Linked DNA regions of Mus musculus: all the other regions are linked to region 1. A link is a contact called in public Hi-C and HiChIP or PLAC-seq data. All regions are on one chromosome and are shown on one strand. Each heading gives the region's core, a stretch centred on a gene start, on an enhancer-like site or on the middle of the called end of the contact. The rest is flanking DNA. Distances are from core to core; before and after follow the strand shown.

Region 1 (3,044 bases), core at 273-2,772:
ATATTCATCCTAAAAGGCTTTGGCTGAAAAAAAAAGAAAGCATAACTAATAAAGATCCCTCCTTCACTAATACGCCTAAAACCCTTAAGCAGATGGTTAGTTGCCTGACATAGGATGGACAGTACCCTGTGAGAGATATAAAGAAAATAGAGAGAGGGCAAAGATAGCAGTATAAATGAATTATGTACCTTATCTGATGGTGATTTTGTAACAATATGGATTGTTCTCATACACTCCAGTTCCTGAAAATATGTAACTTACATATTTGTTATTTATTGTGACTCTGTTATACCTGTCTTAAAGCTGTTAGATCACTTCTGAGTGGATTTACACAAAAATCTGTGCCCTTCCCCCAGCCTTGAGTTAGCTAAACAAGTCTCTGGTCATGGAACCTAGTCTGGCTACATTTGCATCTTCCTGCCTGAGCCTTGAGGAGCTGACCACCTACTGAGTTTACTTTACAGCTCAGTCCATCTGAAACAAAGGGATGGCTTTTTGGGTTTTGCCTATAGAAACACAGAGCTGAAAATTAAAATTTGAGCCATGATCAGAGAAACATTATCTTGGCTTGTTATTTCTCTTGACCGCCTCAGCTCTCCTTCCAGGTATACCCAGTTCTCCGTGGCCACTGGATGGCTACATATATTTTCAGAAATATGCCTTTTTAAAAACTGTGTAGCTGGTTTAAAACTAGATATGCCTGGTGAAGCCATGTCATAAGCATACAATAGAACTGCTTCCCGGGAAGTCCAGACATTGCTGGCCTTGCTTTTGTGTCTTCCATCCACTTTTACTAGCAGATTAACTAGAGATGTTCTCATAACAGGAGAATTAAAAACAGGTGAGGAGAAACAAGGTCAGCCTCTCCCAACTTCAAGGACCACTGAGCATACAATCACCCTTGCTTCTATTTAAAGCAAGTCACATAATCAGGTTCAAAGTCAGGGATATAAATATATTCTCTGATTATGAGCCTTTAGTAAGGTTGTGTGTGCAGACGCACTAGAAATTAGGCCAACAAGAGAATCTAATGGCACAGATAATATGGCATTTTGTTCAAAATATTTCTAAACCATACTAATCATTGCAATGCAGGAGTACTTTGACTGCTCAATATACCTTGATAGTTTGTCAAGTAAACTGTAACAAACAACCCTGAAGCATATGATTTTAATGCAAACTACCTTGGTTCTGCAAAAAGCACAAGTAGAAATCAGCTGCTGTGCCTGGGTGAGCCCTTTCTCTTTCAGAATCCTCAACAAGGGCTGCTTGAATGCCAAACTCTTGCAATTTGGATTTATACATTTCTAAATGGCTCTCAGCTTGAAATTCTCGCAGCGTTTATTGTATTGTTTTTAAGGAGTCTGGAATTAGCAAACTCATTTAGACACTCTTCTTGCTTTCATCGGCTCCTCATTTCAGCAAAGAGTACCCAGGAGAATTTCAAGGTGACTCATGGTGTACAGAGGTTTGGAGTAATGTTAAAAGCATGACTCATCCCCATGGATTGATGATTCTGCTGACTAACACAGCTGCCCACATGGTGTCCTAGTTAGAGAACAGGAAGTGAGAATCCTGTCTCTTGGCAAGATGTACAGTGCTTTAAAGCAGAAACATGAGCTTCAGGAGAGAGACAGGTTATGTTTGTCAAAGTAAGTTAACCATAGCTGTCTTACTGGAGATAATCATCTCTCTAGGGTAAGGTACACTTGGCTTCAGCAAAATCTCCAGTGAAGCAAAAATCACAATTCAATTCGAATAGAAAACCTTGGTAATCTTCCACAGAAATACAGCCATGGCATACATTGGAGAGGATAGAAATCTGTCAGGTCGATGTTTTTATCTGATTTTTTAAAAATTATTTTTGTAGCAAGTGGAGAGAGAAGATAAACAAAAGGTTTCAGTGTGTGATTTTTTTCCATTAATGTTCTTTTAATAAAAGCCTAGGACTGTTACTTAGAACTAGTGCTCAAAGAGCATCTGCTTTTCTGGCCATTAGTACCAGAGGAAAACGAAGAGGAGGAATAAAAAGCAGAATCCAGTAGTTCAGAGCACATATATAACTAACTTGTTCTCCAAGAAGAACTCGGAAGTAGGTAAATGCATACTAATAGGTCTAACCCTGCAGACCAAACTACAGCTGGAGAGCAGGCCATGAGCATCCCCCATCTGTCCTTCTGATCTTGTTATTATGTGGCACAGAAGGGGATGAAGGTCCCTGCTGCTAGGAAAAGGCAGATCATAGCTAGAAAGGTAAATGTCAAGGAGGCAATAAGGTTAAAATATAAAATCATAACCAAGGGCAACAGCATTGGTTTTCAGAGAATGCCAACTGAAAAGAAATCATTGTTGAAAAGCAGAAAGAGAGCAACAAGAGGAGAAAATACAGAAGAGTTACAAAAGTCTATTTCTAAGAAATCCTGAGGGGTCAGCTGGAACTTTCCGGATATGTATTAGAAGCATACAATAGGGAAAAGGAGATTCTTGCTTTTTTTCATGGCAAAAGGCATATGTACACCTACACAATGAGGTAAACTAAACCCCATCACATTTCTGCTATGTCTTGGTACAATGATAGGATGTAACTAGAAAGATTATGAAAGGGATACACACACCGTCTCCCCAACCAGGTCAATGAAGGAAAATAAATCAATGGAAACCTTTTGTCCCACCTCCTAGAAGTGCTTCCATTTAAAGAACTGTGTATATACAAGCCCCCATTGCTTCTGTCTCCTTTTTTGTCTAATAAATAATAGAGATAAGTCAAAACACTTCAATTTCCAAATACAACACATCAAAAGGATTTGGTTCAATTTGTTTATGTTGTTGGCTTTGACATTTACTGCCTAATCATTGCCCTTTGTGGATTGCAGTGGCAAACTCAGCACTTGAAAAATAGGTTTATATCCCAATGCAGAAAAAAGGGTTTTCTTTGTGACCCAGCAAGTGAAGCTGATACTGTTCACCTAGCCACATTTTCCCCTTGATATGTTTTAGTAAACACATACTCCTTGATATGGTTTAGTAAAAGACCATTTAGTAAT
Region 2 (3,044 bases), core at 386-2,885, 450 kb after region 1:
TGCTTTTTTGTTCATAAGACACTCAAATGATTAGATAAAGTACATCTGTAATAATGATCATAATTTTTTTACTTAAATTCAACTCATGGTGTGTTTTAAGTACTATAAAAGATCCTAATAGCAACACCTAGACAAATGTTTGGCCAAACTGCTAGCACCATATCATTATAGATTAATATAGTGATACATACACTTTATCACTCATGTTGACTAAGAATCAACGTTTTATAATGAGCTGTAGGTTATTCCGGGGAGCATGAAGGTTTGGATTCTTTTTTTGTAACTGAGGAATTTCTCAGAGTCCTGGCTATAATAGAGACATATCACAATAGTGTAAGAGAGTTTACAATAGTAAATGAGATTTTAATCTTTACTCTTTTCCAAGTTTAGGGAAAGAGATTTATTTCATGTCTATAAGGGAACCAGGACTCTGCTAGCTTCTCTGCCATGTTTATCCAGTGCTTCCAGCACCTGGCCCAAACTAACACTCTCAGTTCTAACTACAAATCTTTTGTATTAATTGGTCAAGAAAAGAGACAACAAAGTTGGAAACTTTTCATTTTGACCCAGAGAATTTACACACATTTCTTCTGCTTAAATCTAGTAGCTCAGGAATATGCTGTAACTAAATACAACTTCAGGGAAGACTGAGGAAACTAAACTGGAAATTTGGGTTTCTGTAATAACTCAGTTGTGTCACATGATGCTTTTCTGGAAGCTGTCTTGTGGGAGGGCATGCAATATCTTGCTGAAAACAGACACTTCAGAGGGCATGTGATGTTTAGAAAGAATATAAATAGAACCCCACAAACAGTGAGAGAACTCTTCCTTTGCTACACTGTGCAAAGCTTCACTGGTCTCTACTGGTCTTTGGTGAAGCCTTGCTGTTTCTGCAGGATCGTGCCACTGCTACTGATTCATGTTTGGTGTTTGCCACTGAACAGGACTGCTGGTATCCTGGCAATGGCGAGTAGAATCACCCCAATGAACTACTTCTAAATAGGTCCACAGCCCTGTTTTCCTATTGACCGTCTTTCTTCCCTACCTCTGGTTGGTGAGTTAGAAGGAAGGTTGAAGTGATTAAGACCCCTAAATAAAGTCGGTTTTGAAAGAAATCTAAGCCTACAATAAACAGTCATGAAGAATGGTAAATAATACAATGATGCCTAGGTAAGTTTCAGAATTTAGGAACTGAAAAAGAAGGAGGAGAAGGAGGAGGAAGGGCGAGGGGAAGGAGGAGAAGGGAGGACATATTTCAGGACAGCTAGCTATTTCCGTGATCTTTTTTTTCTAGCAGGTTCCTTCAGATAAGAGTTAGGATGAGTGGATAGGAAAAGGAAATCTTCTATTTTCTTCCATAGCAGAGTTGAGCCAAGTGCATCACTTTCATGGAAACAGAGAGAGGAAGCCATGCTCCAACAGTGCCTTCTTTCAGCATGAGGCTGCTTGGCTGGTGCAGCCAGCAGGAACTCTCCCTTTCCCAGGGAAAGGAGAGGTTGAGGAAAGGAAATTCAAAAGTCAGACCACTCACATCTCATTGCTTCCATTTTCTCCTGGTCCCCTGTGTATGACTCACTGTGCCTCTTTCCAAGAGCAAGAAGGAACATAAAGAGGAAATGAGCCCAACAGTCCTCCTCTTCTGTTTCAGTCCTAGTGATTCCCACAGCCCACAGCTGCGGAGAAGAGCACCGAGCCACTCTCAAAGTTCAGGCTAACCACAAAATTCCATGTTATTTCCTTTTCCAAAGCAGGCGGCATGTGTGTTTGGGGGTAACCAAACACACACACACACACACACACACAAGAATGTCTAAAGATGATTTTATGTAGAATAATGTTTGCAATGTTTGGGTAAGTATATTTTAACTAAGTGGTGTAAACAGCTTTTATATCAAAACTGCTTAATAACAGAACAAAACACTGTAAGTATACATCCAATTCTCAGTATTACCACTTCCTACACATTATAAACACATGCACAAATTCCCATCAGAGAATAACAGGCACATTTTACAGATCTTTCTTTTTGTTACCAGGGTAACAAAATAGTGATCTTCCTGTCAACTTTAAATGGTCAATTTGCCTACTGACCATTTCTATGTTAGGAAGCTTATTGCTAGGATTTTTGTTACTATTTAGAAGATGTAGATGTGTTTTGGGAATTTATTTTGTTCTAGGCAAAATCTATAACTTCAGCAGGTTATTGAAGAAGTTCTGATTGTAAGTTGGACTTTTTTTTGAGCTAATAAACAAGTACAAAATGACTATGATGGAATCCTACTTATTTCAAATTTTTATGAACATTTGATAAGATAAGTAAATATCAGTTAATATATACTTATAAATTAACTACATTGTTTGTAAATATATGGCATATACAAAGATTTTATATGCAGCATAAATAATTTGCTGGCCTACTATATTTAATATAGGTAACTTGCCACATTCACACAAATTTGAATCATCAATTTATCTTACATCTACTTTTAAATGAGACTTAATGAAAAAAATCTATCTCTAATTTTATATACCTTATCAGCAGACAATTTCTCCCAGATGTATATATCTCCATCTTTCTCCAAATGGGTACTCTTTTCAAGGTTGTCCATAGATGGTTAATTGTGTAATAAGAACAAAATGTTTTTCATGTGCATAAGAGCTCATCTCAGTAGAAGATTTGAATTCTGTGACATTAGATTGCCCACACAAAATCCCTGCTGCCTTGATCTCAGTTTGGCAGGAACCATTTACAGGGGTGTTCTCATTGCCTTCATCCCTATGTGGATTTTTCTCTATCTTTTGAAATTCCTTGATGCACATTTACCTCAGAAAAACTCTGTATAGCTTTACTATTTTGTGTTCCTGATAAATAACTTCTGATATTGTGACTACTGCTAAATCCTTGAAAATATTTACTTCTGTGTGTTTTGTAAATTAGCCTATGTATACATTTGTGCATGTAAAAAACTAGAAGGGTTTACAGATCATCACAGCATGTACTTATATATGTGTGTGTATTGTCAATATGTCTGGGAATGTTTGAG
Region 3 (3,044 bases), core at 375-2,874, 430 kb after region 1:
GTATTTGTGATGTTACCCAGGTGCCAGTGACATCTTTCTGACCAGCTCAGAGGCACCAGGGACCAACCCAACATACATTTTTAATGTGCTCAGCTGTGACAGCACACACACACAGAAGACCTTAAGGCCCTAAAGTCATATTATTGGAAAACGCTGCACTTTTAGGGACCCAGAAGAAACGGTTTAATTAATCTTTTTTTCAGGGTAGCTTTTTTTTTTTTAATATAAATTATGTACACTGAAAACTTGCCAATTATACCAAATTAAGGGACTTGGCAAGTGCATCCCACAGAGGCAGATGGTAAATAATATCCAGATTCTGATTTGAAATAGGACAAGAGATTAGCTAGTGCAAAATGTAAAAGCCATCCATATATAAGAAATAAACAGACTTAATGTGAGCACATGGAGAGAGTTTTGCTTTGGGATAGCTATGTGGACGTGTTGAAAACAGGGACTTGTGATCTGTATAGGCTTCTGCGATGTGACTGTTCCATTTGTGAGTCCTTCACAAATCTGTTTGGTGTGTGTCTTTGTAAAGACATGCAAATGCCTGGGTTTTCCACCTGTGCAAGGAGCATGAGCTTTAAATGGCATCATCATTTAACATGATTAAGTATCAGCCTTGTGCACAGCAAAGTCCATAAATCTAAGCTCTTTTTTTAGTGTTGTTATAATACAATTTCCAAAGGAATAACTCATGGCACACCCTCACCATTTCCTATTTGCCCGAAATAAAACTTTGTGTTTATGAATGCCAATCATGGGTCACAGAATTTTTATTCTGTGAACGCAGAATGGGAGGTTTAGAGAATTCAAACATGGCAGCTGTCTCAAGAGTAGTAAGAAATATGTCCTGAATGTTTACTTATCTTAGTTATAATAAGTCCATCACCCAAGGACTGACAACTCTTTAAAACTTGAAGGCCATGAAGAAACAAAAACTCGCCCGTTTCTTATACCCTGAGAAGCACAAGAAGGGAGCTATGTAAGTGAAAGATGGTGTGATGGTTTGGCAAGGAGATCAGACAATCAAATAACAAGATAGGGTCTGTTCCTGCTCACTTTCTTGTGCCTCCCAAGTCAGTTTGTTTCTGGCTTGAGTCACGATAGCCAGGCAGATGGTAAATTCAGCTTATTTGCCTGATAATCAGATTTCTTTCTCCCTAACTGACCACAGAAATCATTTAAAACAATTGCAAGTCTTGGTCAGACTCTGTTTGAAGGGGAAAAAAAAAGAACAATTGGCAAGAGAGGTAGGAAGACACCCAACCAGACAAGTAAACAAGGACTATCATGGGTTCGAACAGAGGGAATCTGCTTGGTCCTTGAGCAAAGCTCTCTGAGCCTGCTAGCATGATCTACTCCAAGCTCTGCCACTCTCAGAGAACCACCACGATTGTGAGCCAGTCCAGACCTAGAGCATCCCAGAACTCTCAAATGAGAGATAGAACAACGTCAAGCACATGTTCGTCTTGTAATTCATGTTTAGCCTGGGTTGCTAAAATTAGGGAGTGACTCAATCGTCATACATCATTACGGCTATTTTCAAGGCTGTAAGTGATGCGGAGCAGGAGCGCTGATGCAAAAGCTTACTCCAATTAGCTTCTGCGAGTGCTCTGCCGGCAACAGGGCTCTGTTTCCTAGGAGCCTTCAATCTAATTACAAGCCTTGATTCTCCCGCAGGGCCTGGCTGGCCGGATGATTTCATTTTACTTTTAGGCTAACCTTTGCCATCAGTGATGTCACAGGAGTGTTCCTTCACTTGAGAGGACCCTAGGAACACACCAAAAGGTTAATTTGTTTGATATTTGGTTAAAGAGACTACTCTACTGGAGGGGCCCTGTTTTGCTGTAGGCAGGTAATAGTACAAAGCAGACAACATGAAATAGAGGCAATTTGCACCCAGCTGGCACCAACCTAGCTTGATACACTCCCTACCCAGGAGCCACTCGGATGGAAAACCACTGCTGAGAGAGAAATCAGAGAATCCTTCTACTGTTCAGATTATTCTTTATATATTTCCTCATTTCTTCTCCCACAAGAACAAGTACTGTAGGAATCAGTAGAAAATGTAAACAGTATGCCACGGGGAAAAAGGAAAATCTGTTAAACCACCTTAAAACCCAGAAAGGGGGGCTGGGGAGAGACAGGCAACACAGAATTTACAGTCCCTTTAGTTTTGTTCTCCAATTGGAGACTATCTTAGCGTCCCCTCCACCCCAACGCCACATCCCTCAATGATACTTGCGCAAAGTAGAAGTGGAGATAACTACAGAGGAGTTTAGGCCCGACTCTAGCCATCGCCTGATGCATGTGCCTGCTACCTAGAGCCCCTGTTTATCACAAGCGCCTGTGCACCTACCCGAAGCAGGATTTGAGAAATATAAATCAATGGCATCTTAGCATTTCTTCAGAATCACACAATGAAAAAGTCCTGCTTCCACTCGTTTTTAGTCATGAATATTCCAAATACACAGTCTGACCTTAATTTCCCTTACTTTTTCTTCTTGAACGAAGACTTCCGTTTTCTCTTATCAGTAAGGACTTTCAGCAACAAGCCCTGCCCCCATCCCCACTTTTCATTGCATTTTCTAGATCATTATTTTTTGTTTAATTAAATAAAGCCTCACCGCCTGTCTTTATACAACATTTTAATTTCTATTATTTCAGTGAATAATGGATAAACCTTTCTTTAGAACACAATGAGAGAATCAAGCGCAGTCTGAAATCAGCATATGAAAGCAGCAAACAGAAAAAGTCCAGACCTGTTAGAGCAAAAATAGAAGTCTATGAACAAATCGGCAAAACAATGCAGGGTATGGTCAGTCTGGACTCAGAGTTATACAATAAGCCTTCAATATGAAAATATAGTTCATACTAAAAGCTGGAACACAAATATAAAAGAAAATAAAAGAGAAAAAAATTATTGTACTCAACCGGCCATAAATTATAGGGCTTGTCTAATAGTAGTTGCAAGTAAAATTTTAAATACAAATAATTCTGTAGGTAAGTTTCTGGACAATAAATAAAATTCAATTGCT

Evidence for each region. A called contact is a pair of places that touch in the nucleus more often than the background predicts. HiChIP or PLAC-seq counts read pairs in DNA pulled down with a chosen protein or histone mark.
Region 2: a contact with region 1 is called in an H3K27ac HiChIP or PLAC-seq map of embryonic fibroblasts, with 7 times the contacts expected there. The contact joins two enhancer-like sites.
Region 3: a Hi-C map of the N1E-115 cell line shows a contact between it and region 1, with 4 times the contacts expected there. The contact joins two enhancer-like sites. A contact is called at or near these places in 2 of 484 Hi-C or Micro-C datasets (the N1E-115 cell line and cortical neurons).

The regions. Positions count from the first base shown.
Region 1 is chr10:16,588,094-16,591,137 of GRCm38.p6, forward strand. No RefSeq gene overlaps it. Among named protein-coding and RNA genes, the nearest start is that of Gm20125, 510 kb to the right of the region's middle. Within about 2 kb of position 1,523, at least 113 of the 459 cell types and tissues checked have an H3K27ac peak or open chromatin away from gene starts, as enhancers often do. A contact at or near this core is called in the N1E-115 cell line and embryonic fibroblasts, where this site is marked.
Region 2 is chr10:17,041,581-17,044,624 of GRCm38.p6, forward strand. All of the region lies in intron 1 of Gm20125 (predicted gene, 20125), which reads right to left. Among named protein-coding and RNA genes, the nearest start is that of Gm20125, 53 kb to the right of the region's middle. Within about 2 kb of position 1,636, at least 30 of the 459 cell types and tissues checked have an H3K27ac peak or open chromatin away from gene starts, as enhancers often do. A contact at or near this core is called in embryonic fibroblasts, where this site is marked.
Region 3 is chr10:17,022,592-17,025,635 of GRCm38.p6, forward strand. All of the region lies in intron 1 of Gm20125 (predicted gene, 20125), which reads right to left. Among named protein-coding and RNA genes, the nearest start is that of Gm20125, 72 kb to the right of the region's middle. Within about 2 kb of position 1,625, at least 28 of the 459 cell types and tissues checked have an H3K27ac peak or open chromatin away from gene starts, as enhancers often do. A contact at or near this core is called in the N1E-115 cell line, where this site is marked.